Regions from separate parts of the Ovis aries genome. Here region 2 is linked to region 1. The links are chromatin contacts, called in public Hi-C maps. All regions are on one chromosome and are shown on one strand. Each heading gives the region's core, a stretch centred on a gene start, on an enhancer-like site or on the middle of the called end of the contact. The rest is flanking DNA. Distances are from core to core; before and after follow the strand shown. Region 1 overlaps ITGAE (integrin subunit alpha E). Region 2 holds the start of NCBP3 (nuclear cap binding subunit 3).

What was found. A called contact is a pair of places that touch in the nucleus more often than the background predicts.
Region 2: a contact with region 1 is called in a Hi-C map of tail adipose tissue, with 4 times the contacts expected there. The contact joins the promoter of NCBP3 here to the enhancer-like site in region 1. A contact is called at or near these places in 9 of 16 Hi-C or Micro-C datasets (blood, hypothalamus, liver and 5 more).

The regions. Positions count from the first base shown.
Region 1 is chr11:24,274,947-24,280,442 of ARS-UI_Ramb_v3.0, reverse strand. ITGAE (integrin subunit alpha E) reads left to right here. Exons shown (of 30, transcript XM_060395331.1): 27 at 2,150-2,206; 28 at 2,527-2,622; 29 at 4,320-4,415. Among named protein-coding and RNA genes, the nearest start is that of P2RX5, 13 kb to the right of the region's middle. Within about 2 kb of position 2,017, at least 35 of the 54 cell types and tissues checked have an H3K27ac peak or open chromatin away from gene starts, as enhancers often do. A contact at or near this core is called in hypothalamus, liver, muscle and 1 more, where this site is marked.
Region 2 is chr11:24,366,143-24,371,542 of ARS-UI_Ramb_v3.0, reverse strand. NCBP3 (nuclear cap binding subunit 3) reads left to right here and starts at 3,790. Exons shown (of 13, transcript XM_060394813.1): 1 at 3,790-3,989. The coding sequence starts at 3,813. It overlaps TRNAG-CCC (transfer RNA glycine (anticodon CCC)), which reads right to left and starts at 2,130; the gene lies at 2,058-2,130.

The DNA.
Region 1 (5,496 bases), core at 768-3,267:
GGAGCTCTTTGAGGCTGGTCTTCTTTAAGAGCACGTTCCCCCAGTGCAAGTCTCGGTGCTCAAAGTGCAGTGAGGCCTCAGCCACGGCAAGGGAGGCGGTGATCTGGTGCAGAATACTCTTGGCAGTGGCAATGGAGGACAGCTTCTTTCTCATTTGCTCTAGGTCGATCCCTCCAAACTCAAATTCCAGCACGATGAAGAGCTGGTCTTCCCCGAAAAAGTCAGGCCGGTCGTTTGCAGACCCTTTGGTTGAGTGATAGTGATCCCAGGCTTGGAGGAGCAAGGGAGGGTAAGATCCTTGAACGCAGTGGACCGAGTTCAGGCCAATGAAGCCTTGTGTGCGGTTGCATGTCTCATCAGACAAGAGGCTCAGCTCTTTGGAGATGATGATTTCTGGCAGGATTTCCTCAAAAGTTTTCTGGTGAGCTCCATTGACTAAGTCCTGTCCTTCGATAGCAATGATTTTTAGGGCTACAGGTGTGTGGTTAGCAACTGTTTGAAACACCTCACCAAACACCCCTTCTCCAATCTTCTCACAGCATTCCAGTTTTTCTTCGGAGAGGTAGTCGCCGAAGGGGATGGGACCCACCTGATTGCATTCTCCATAAAGCTTTTCTGCATCAGATGTCTTTTTGTCTGTGACCTGCTGTGTCTTTAAGGGGGTTAGCAAATACATAGAGGAAGAGTGCCGGGGGGACAGAGCACAGCTTGTTCTGTTCTGAACAGGGTGGTGTGAATATTCTGATACGAGGGACTCAGACAGAGAACTGCCCAGGGTGATGCAGCTGCACACTTCAGACACAGCTGTCACGATCTTCTTCTTGTGGAAACTGAAGGAGGCTCTGGTTTTGGTCCAAGAGCAGGCATTCTGTAAACGAGTCAGGTCCTGGGTGACACATGAACCGTCTTCCATCTTTTGGCCTTTTGTAACCTGGCAGTGATGGAGGAGGGAGGTTTCTGCTGTCCCTTGATGCTTCCTTTTTCGGCTTAGCCTGGTTCTCTCAGGCCAGTTGTTTTTCCCAGGTGCGATTCCAGCCTTGCACCCACGGGCCTCCTCGTATTCTATATGGACAGACCCTTGAGACTCAATCTCTCGACAAGAGTCCTGGTCGGTGGCCCTCTTCTTACCCCTGCCTGATAAACCTGGGCTCTCCTGCCTCCTCCCCACCAGTTCCCTGTCATGGCAGAACTCCTGCAAATTCTTCCCATCTGTCCTAAGCTCGGAATCCTCAGGATTTCCTGAGTCCAAAAAGCTAAAGAGAGCTGACCTGAGGCTGGCCTGGGCTTGGTGGGCCAACTTGGTGAGCCTGCCTCCTCCTGTCGCTGCGTCCTGGGAACAGGGGAGGGGTGCCTGGTCCAGGGAGGCTTCTGGGAGGTGGAAGTTGCTCGGAGCTTCTGAGGCTGCATCCAGAAAGGTGGAAGGGTCGGTACAGATGCTGTCTTCTGCCGCAGGGAACCCGGGGCCGGGAGAGGCCAGAGAGCTGAACAGGGAGGCACTGGTGCCCAGCTCGCCGCCGTCCCTGGGCTGGCCGCACACACTGAGGTCCGGGCTCAGGCAGCCCGGGTTGCCGTTGGGAAAGGACGGCGGTCCTAGCGGGCCGCAGGGGGTGCTGCACTTCTGCGGGCACCGCGATCGCAGCCTCAGGCGTCTCGGAGTCGCGATCTGACTCGGCCGGCCCTTGGCGAGTCGGGCGCCAGCGCGCTTCCGCTGCGGACCCACCGGGCTGCCGGGGAAGTCGGGGTCGTCAGGATCGTCGGAGACGACAGACTGCGAGGGGCCGCCACTGCTGGCGTCACTGCTACTGCTGCTGAAGAAACGCTTCCGGTCCTGCGGCGGGAACCACTGTACGGCTGCCAGGCCCGGCCGCCGCCGCGGCCTCCCGCCGCCGGCTGCCCCGTACGTTCGGAAGAGCCCACTCGCGGGTGGCGGGAGTGACGCCGCCATGGCCTGCACCCGCCAGGCAGTTCAAATGCTAACAGCACCGCGAGACTTCCTCGAGACGCGGACGCGCCTGCCCGCCGGGTCCTAGCGCCCGGCCGTCCGCGCAATCACGACGGATCTCGCGAGAAGTGGGAGGGGGCGGGTAACTCTGGCGGTTTGGCTTTTTCGTTGTGTTGTGGTGATGGCCTGGGGTGGTTGTCGTTTCAGGCCCACACCGTGTGCACTCAGGCTCACGAGCAAGTTTGTGGGAGCGATCTGGTTCAGGTGAGCGCAGTCATCCCAAAGACCGGAGGGAGGGGGTCATGGGGGAGAGAGGAGGGCCTGAAGCGGGTGCCGTGAGACGCCGGGATTGTACTTGCGAGGTTTCCCCTGAAAGCACAGCCCGAACGTTCCTGAGGCGCCCCTTAGCCTCTTCACCGGCTCACTTTTGCTAGGGTTGCGGCTTTGCTGGAACCAAATGAAGGCAGAAACTGCTCACACCCTTTATTCCTCGACCTTGAGGTTGTCTGTGTGCTAAGTGTTAAAATTCCCAGCTTTCCCACCCCATAAATAGATCGTGCTAATTAACACCCATCCTCTTTCAGCTTGTGGAAGAATGGCATTCAGTGAGCTGTAAGGTCACCTCGGATAAAGAAAATGTAACCGTGGCTGCAGAGCTCTCCTTGAATCAGCCAAAGCAGGTACTTAGGATTTGATTAATCCTCGTTTCTCGGGCATCTTCCCTGGAAACGATAATATTAATAGCATCTCCAAATATAACGTGCCCAAAGCAGGACTGTTGATCCATCTACTGCTCCAGCCTGTTGCTTCCTCACTCTCTCAGGGTAACTATCTAGGGTAACTTAGCAGTTGCTTGCGTGCTCAGGGGTGTCCGACTCTGCGTTCCGGCGGACTGCAGCCCACCAGGCTCCTCTGTCCATCGGATTATCCTGACAAGAATACTGGAGTGGGTTGCCATTTCCTCCTCCAGGGGATCTTCACGAACCAGGGATGGAACCCGCGTCTCCTGCTGCTCCAGCATTGGCAGGCGGATTCTTTACCTCTGAGCCATCTGGGATACCCTTACACTGCTGACTTACTAGGGATTCTAGGAATTCCTTGTGGCGACTCCTTTTCCTTAATTTTTCTTTTTTAAACATTTATTTATTTGGCTGCGCCAGGTCTTAGTTGTGGCTTGCAGGATCTAGTTCCCTGACCAGGGATCCAACCCATGTTCCCTGCATTGGGAGCTCTGAGTCTTAGCCACTGGACCACCAGAGAAATCCGATCCTTTTTCTTACATCCGCTTATCTGTTCCAGCAGCAACCTCGATCATTCTACCCACCCCCAGATATATTCTAAATCCATTCGCTTCTGTGTGTCTCCACTGCTGCTGCTGTTCAGGTCACCACCTCTTGCTGGATTCACTGCCGTAGCCTCATCTCTGCTTTTCTTGCCTGTGCTTTTGCCATGACCTTCACCGACATTCTTCATGGAACAGTTATTTTTAAAAAGCAAACACTATACCACTTATCTGCTTTAAAAAAAAAATCGTATACACTTAGACTAAAATTTGTCTTTTTTGGTGGTGTCCCAGGCATCCTATGATCTGGTTTCCGCTTTCTCCTCCATCTCCTAATACTTTCGTCTTCCCTGCTTCTTAGACTCTAGCTTGCAGATATTGTTCTAGCCACTGGACCTTTGTACTTGCTGTTCCTTCTGCATAAGACAGCTTTTCTTCTATATCTTCATGTGTGTGCTTTTTTCTTATGTGTAATTCACATGTTACCTTCTTAGCGAGACTTTCCCTGATCACTCATTTAAAAGTAGGAACTAAAGTCAAGTTTAACATCTTGTGATGATCCAGGTGAGAATGATGGGATGTGAGCTGAAGAAGTAGCAGTGAGAATGGAGGAAAAGGGGCAGGTGTTCAGAGAGACTGAAAAAAGAAAAGAATCATTAAGAACTGACTTGGGGATGGGAGTGTGGTGTGAGGTAAACGGTAAGGGAAAAGAAGTTGAGGTTTAACTAGGTTTCTGGCTTGGGAAACTTAGTGGTTGCTGAGGCCATTCTTTAGACTTGAGGAATACTGGAGAAGGAACACATTTAAAGGGAAAGATGACAGGGGAGGGGGGGTTTCCCTGGCAGTCCAGTTGGTAAGATTTTGCCCTCCAGTGCAGGGGGTATAGGTTCGATCCCTGGTCAGGGAACTAAGATCCCAAAAAAACAGAAACGTAAGGAATGATGCTGTCCAGGAATTGTAAGTCCATTTTTTTTAGAAGTCTATTTTAAATCAACTATACTCCAATTAAAAAAAAAGTTAACTCCCCTCCCCCTCCCGAAAAACGTAGGTCCATGTCTAAAATATGTTTCTTTTTTTTTCTCCCCCATCTTATAGTTACTAAGAGATGTGACTGAGCTGCAGATCCTTGGTGAAATATCTTTCAACAAATCTCTGTATGAGGGGCTCAACACAGAGAACCACAGAACTAAGGTAATCCCTGGGTGTTTTCTGGGTGCTGTCCTGGGAAGCCTGTGCCTGGCTTTAGCGCCCTTGTACAAATAGGCGCTTGCTATTGCCCTCTTCCTGTTTCAGTCTTATCACCTCTGCTCTTGACTCTGCAACTCGCTGTGTCTATGACCTTGAGTTACTCAGTTTCTGCCTAAGTTTTTCTGTCTCTGAAATGAGGCAACTGAATAAGAGGCCTAAGCAGAGGAAGTCTCAGTTGTTGCAACTAGGCTGGAATCAACACCTATCTATGTATATTTTGATTTGAAAAATTTTTGTATTTCCTAGTTGAGAAGTTTTTTAATTATATGTATTAACTCGCTTCCTAGTGTGTGACACCAGTGTTTAGTTACAGTGGCCCACGGTTACAATACTCATGAGCGCAGAATTCTCTTGTAAGTCTTAAACTAAGTCCTGGAACCCTTGGGTTTGTTTTGCAGAGGTTTTACATGTGACTGCAAATCAGACTGACCTTTGACCTTTGTGATCTGTGGGCTGAAGACTGTATGTGCCCCAGCGGGGCTGTCGTTCTTGTTGACACTTGCCCTAGGTGGCTGCTAGCGCCAGAAATGGTCCACCTGTGAGCTCTTTAGTGAAGCCTGAGTGTCAAGAGGGTGAGAGTGGATTGCTCAACATTAGCTCCTCTGCTTTCCTCCCTGGAGGAGGGGAAAGGCACAGTTCTCTAGACATGTCAGAAATAACATTTGTGTTTATTTTTGAGTGTGTCTGATACAGAAAATGATGTGGAAGAAAGAGAAGTGTTCCCATTATATCATTGCACAGATTAAAAAAAAAAAAAAAAAACAGCAACAGAAAAGCAAGAAAATTCAAGTCTTATGCAAAGATCCCAAATGAAAAATAGTGATTCCTTCACTCCCTGTCTCCCACACCCTGGATTCCCTCCTCCCCAAGAGAGTTCCTGTTAACAGTGTCTTATATGCACATTCTTCAGTCATTTATTTATGTATAAATGTTCCCCCTTTACTTACTGATGCTTTTATTGTAGAGTCCCCATGATGATTTTCCTTTTTTAAAATTCAGTACCCGAAGCTTAAGTTTTAAGTGC
Region 2 (5,400 bases), core at 2,541-5,040, 89 kb before region 1:
GCGATGTCATTTCGCCATGAGGACAACCACTCTATGTGGCATACTAAGGTCAGGAAACAGGCTCAGAGTCACACTCGTGAGTTAGGGAAGAGCCAGGCTAGAGCCCAGGTCTCCTGCCCCTACCCCCACCCAGGTCTTCCCATGTCAGCTGTCAGGAAAACCAAGAGCCCTGCACACCAACAAGAACTAGGAAAAATCAGAGATGGGGGTTGCACTTCCAGGCCTAACCACAGGGTGGAGGTGAGTCCAGGCCACGGTGCCCAGCTGAAGGCTTGGGGCAAGTCCGAGCTTTACCCTGGAAGGTCCTGATTTTTTGCAGAGAATGTCTTTGGGCTCGGAATTCCACAGGCACTGTGCCTGGTCTCTCCTCCCCCAACCTCTATTATCCTATATGGTCTCAGCCTGAAGGAGAAGAGGATTGGGTGGTCAGGGCCACTGAGAGGCCCAGTATTCCCAGGGAACATCCAGACACATACTGGGACCGATATAAACAGTTTACAGGTTCTAGAATCACTCCCCTAAACTCAGACTGGCACATCCACATAACCGCCCCTCAGGCAAACAAGCAGACCCATCTATGGGGCTTCCTCCTGGATCCCTGGGGTTCCATGAGGGAGGCCAGGGAACAATGTGATGGGTGGTACTGGGCCCTAGGAGTCAACTGGGGCCCAGAAGGAGACCTGGAGGAGCTTGGAGGAGCCTGTCCTCTGTCCCACCTGTAGAACAAAGCCCTGGTCGCTCCCTGCACTGCATCAGCCTCCTGATGGTCTAGGTGTCCATGGCTTAAATGACCACTTCCTGTCCCTGTCCCTTCCTGCACACACACACCCCTGGATCTGCCCCCTGGGGTGTCAGACACATCCATTTTTCCAGCTAGGATGACCCAGGGAAAAAAGTCTGAGTCCTCTCACTCTCCAGAGCAGCTGACAGTTTATCATTAGCCCGTGCCAGCTTTGTGGTCAACTTCCTTGCCCTTCCCATCTTGCCTTCCCTGCCTAGACCCCCACCATCTCCAAGTCACCTCCTCCAGGAAGCCTTCCCTGGTCCACTCTCCCAGAGGCACCCTTGGCATGTGGTCTGGTGTCTGGTCCATCTCCTACAAGACTGGAAACAGGGCTCAGGCACTGCAGCCTTGTCCACTGACTGTGTCACTCCCTGATCTGCCGTGGTGAAGACCATTCAAAAAGCATCTTTCAACTGAATCAAAAGAACAGGGCCTCCCTCCCACCCATCCCCCACTTCGGGAATCCCATTCTGTCCACCTGATCCCTAGGAAGCTCCTTCTCTGGCCTGTACATCTCTGGCCTTTGCTGGTCATCACCTCCCGCTCCTCAGCCTTCTAACTAGCTCAGGTCTCCCCTTAACCATTACCCAATTTCTACTCTGTTGGCTCTCTGAAGGCTGCTGCTTCATACTCCCAGGCATTCAAAAAGAACCCCTTTTGCCTTCTCGCTCAAACACCCTCTGCACAGGCTCCGTCTTCCCTCTTGCTGCCTGGTTCACTCTGCCCCGTCCCCAGCAGGGCTGGTCACTGCTTAGCCTAGTCACAGCACATGCTCTTGGCTGATACTCTGCACTGACAGCCTGTTGACCCACTGGTCTTTTGGTCTCAAGACCCACCCCCTTGGCCCAGGCACAGGTCCACACTGAAGGAATGATCTCACAACCATAGGGAACCAAAACATGGGAAGGACTTGGTTAAATTTCTCTACCCTCAGTCTCCGCCAGGTCCAGGGGATCAGCCTTGAGGTGAGGAGCTTTCCCGGGAGAGGATCCACATATTCTCAGGCACTCTGGTCTTCTTTCAGCTAATCTTGCCAACTTCCACCTACCTTCCTGAGAAACTACACCCCAAAAGGGAGAGAGGGCTCCCAGCTGTGGTTTGCCCTCTCCCATTCTCAGTTCAGCCTAAACAGCAGTTACCAATGTGGCTACATGCTAGAATTTCCTAGGGAGCTTTTTTTCTTTTAATTATTTAAAATTTTTATTTATTTACTTGGCTGTGCCAGGTCTCATTTATGGCAGGAGGCATCTTCCTTGCAACATACGAGCTTTAGTTCCCTGACCAGGGATCGAACCCAGGCCCCCTGTATTGGGAGTGCAGAGTCTTAACCACTGGACCATCAGGAAGTCCCTCCCAGGGAGCTTTTGAAAAATCATCCATCCCTAGAGATTCTGATTTAATTGGTCTGGGATGTAATCTGGGTGTCAAGGTTTTGTTGTTGTTTTAACAGACTTTAGTTTTTAAAACAGTTTGAGGTTGACAGAAATTGAGTAGAAAGTACAGAGTCCCATACACCCTCTGACCCCAGCCCTGACCCAATTTCCCCTGCTAGTAATCTTGCCTTAATGTGGTACACTTGTTATAACAGATGAGATAATATCGATACATTATTATTAACTAAAGTCCACAGTTTACTGTGGGGTTCACTTTTTGATTTGCACATTCTGTGAGTTTTGAAAAATGTATGTCATGCATCCACCATTACAGTTTCATACAGAAGAGTTTCACTGTCCTAAGAATTCCTTGTATTCTACTTGTTTATCCCCCACCCCACCACCACCACCTCCCCTCCCCGCCATCTCCCCCAGTGCTTGGCAATCACTTCTCTTTTTTTACTGGACTCAGTACATAATCCTTTCAGCATCTAGATGGTTTAAATTTTTTTAAATTATTTTAGAAATTAAGATAAAATTGGCATATCCCATTATATAGGTTTAAGGTGCATGACGTTGATCTACTTGTATTGCAATAAGATTGCCATTGTAACAGGAGCTAACACCTCTGTCTTGTTACATAATTATTCTTCCTTTTCTTGAGAGGAATAGAGTAGCTTTGTTACTTTTCCAGCCAAAGGGGGGACACAGTAGGCGAGCACCTCAAGAACTGTGCCTCCCTTCCCTGGTGAGTAGGGAGAGGTTACATAATCGTTTTTGTTGTTCAGTCGATCAGTCGTGTCTGATTCTTTGTGAACCCATGGACTGCAGCATGCCAGGCTTCCCTGTCCTTCACCGTCTCCTGGAGCTTGCTCAAACTCATGTCCACTGAGTTGGTGACGCCATCCAACCATCTCATCCTCTGTCATCCCCTTCTCCTACTGCCTTCAACCTTTCCCAGCATCATGGTCTTTTCTAATGAGTCGGCTCTTCGCATCAGGTGGCCAAAGTATTGAAGTTTCAGCTTCAGCATCAGTCTTTCCAATGAATATTCAGGGTTGATTTCCTTTGGGATTGACTGGTTTGATCTCCATGCAGTCCAAGGGACTCTCAAGAGTCTTCTTCAGCACCACAGTTCAAAAGCATCACTTCTTTGGCGCTCAGCCTTCTTTATAGTCCAACTCTCACATCCATGCATGACTAATGGAAAAACCGTAACTTTGACTAGATGGACCTTTGTCGGCAAAGTGATGTCTCTGCTTTTTAATACCTGTTTAGGTTTGTCATAGCTTTTCTTCCAAGGAGCAAGCGTCTTTTAATTTCGTGGCTGCAGTCACAATCCGCAGTGATTTTGGAGCCCAAGAAAATAAAACCTGTCGCTGTTTCCAATTTTCCCCCATCTATTTGCCCAGGCACCGTTCCCTCCATCAGGCCCTGCCCCGGTTTTCCAGTCGGTCCCGCCTCTTCTTCACCAGACACAGCTCCAACCGGCCCCGCGTCCCTCCTGCCACCAGGGGACGCCAGCGCCTAAGAAGGCTTTCTGGCCGCAGAAGGTGACGCTCTAGGTAGTGGCGGCTGCTCCGTGGCCAGTAGCAGCGACGCTCTAGCCCGCAGTGTGCCGGGCGGGCTCTCAGTGGTGCGGCCGGCGGGAGGCGATGGCGGCCGTACGGGGCCTGCGAGTGTCGGTGAAGGCGGAGGCCCCGGCGGGGCCGGCCTTGGGGCTCCCGTCGCCTGAAGCGGGTTTGGACCGAGGCGAACCGGAGCCCATGGAGGTGGAGGAGGGCGAACTAGAGGTCGTGCCGGTTCGGCGCTCGCTGAAAGAACTGATCCCGGTACGGGCGGGGGGCGGGGGCGAGGAGGAGGTCGCAGAGCGAGTGTCCCGCGCTCGAGCGAGCCGGAAGGGGAGGCGGCCGGGGCGGAGGGGAAGTCTGGGGAGGGGGGCACCGGGGCGAGCGCCCGGGGGGCGGGGGCGCCAGACTGGAGCAGAGTCGGAGGAGCGAGAGAAAGGACGCCCGGGCGCCCGGAAATGGGTGTTAAGGGGGCTTGAGGAGGAGGGGTCGGAGAAATTGGGGTGGTAGCTGAGGACACCCCTTTCGCTGCCCCTCCGAGCCGCTCTGTGCAAGAGGACAAGTGAGGAGGGTTAGGGCTTGTCGGGGGGGTGCGGTTTGAGATAAAGAGGGAGCCCCCCCCGGGCGGGGACACAACCTGGAGCGGCCCAGAGGAACTGTCGGGGAGCGGGGCGCGGGCATCCTGCTCCGGTTTAGCTGGTGTTTGTTAACCAGAGCACCCGCGGTTTCCCTCGGGAGGGCTGGGCTGGTCAGCTGCAGAAACTCAGTGTTTCTGTTGTGACCTGAGGGTCATCTCGTCCCCGCGCGCCTCCACTGCTACACCGTGCCTCCAGCATCTCACCCTTCGGGGAATCAGAACATCAGCGAGCCAGCAGTGGTCCTTGGTCCCTCTCTTCTGTCACAGTAGGATGAGGAGAGGTGTTTTGCTTGTGGTTTGGTGGCCTGATGTTCGTAGGGCTGGTCTCAGGCCTGCGTGGCTCTTCTTGTGTATTGGTACTTAATTTCTCATCTGACCTGGTCCACTTTTTTGCCACATGTCTGCAAGTGTTGATTTTAAGCTGAAATCATGGAAGAAGGTTTTTAAAAAATGTAGGAGCACTACAGATTGTAAATTATAATGACTCTGTCAACAACAGTTAACATAGTGGTTTACATGTTATCATTTAAATATCAAGGAAGTTGAGAAGTAGATGTTGTCATCCCTTCATTCATTCCGTTGGACGTGAGCTGTTGTATCCCTAACACTTTGTGGCAGGCACAGTCCTAGCCACTTGATCAAGATCAAGGTCAGACTCTGTCCTGGAGTTTATGTTCCAGTTGGGGGCCACAAGTTAACCAATAATTTCCCAAAGTGGTGAATGCTGTGGAGAGAATAAAACACGTTAATGGGGTGGAAGAGTGCAGAGGGAAGCTGTGGAGAGCAGGAAGCAGAATGCCACAGGATCACCAGGAAAGTCCTCTGAGATAGTGACATTTCAGCTGGACCCTAAGTGACAGAAAGGAGCCAGCCATGTGCAGATCTGGAAGAGTTTGTTCCCAGCAGGGGCAACTTAGTAAACCCAGAGGCTCTGAGATGGGAACAAGATTGTTTTATTGGAGGAACAGAAAGTTCAGTAGCACAAGTGGGAGAGCAGTAAAAGAGGTCAGAAAGGTAGGCAGATGCCACAGAAGAAAC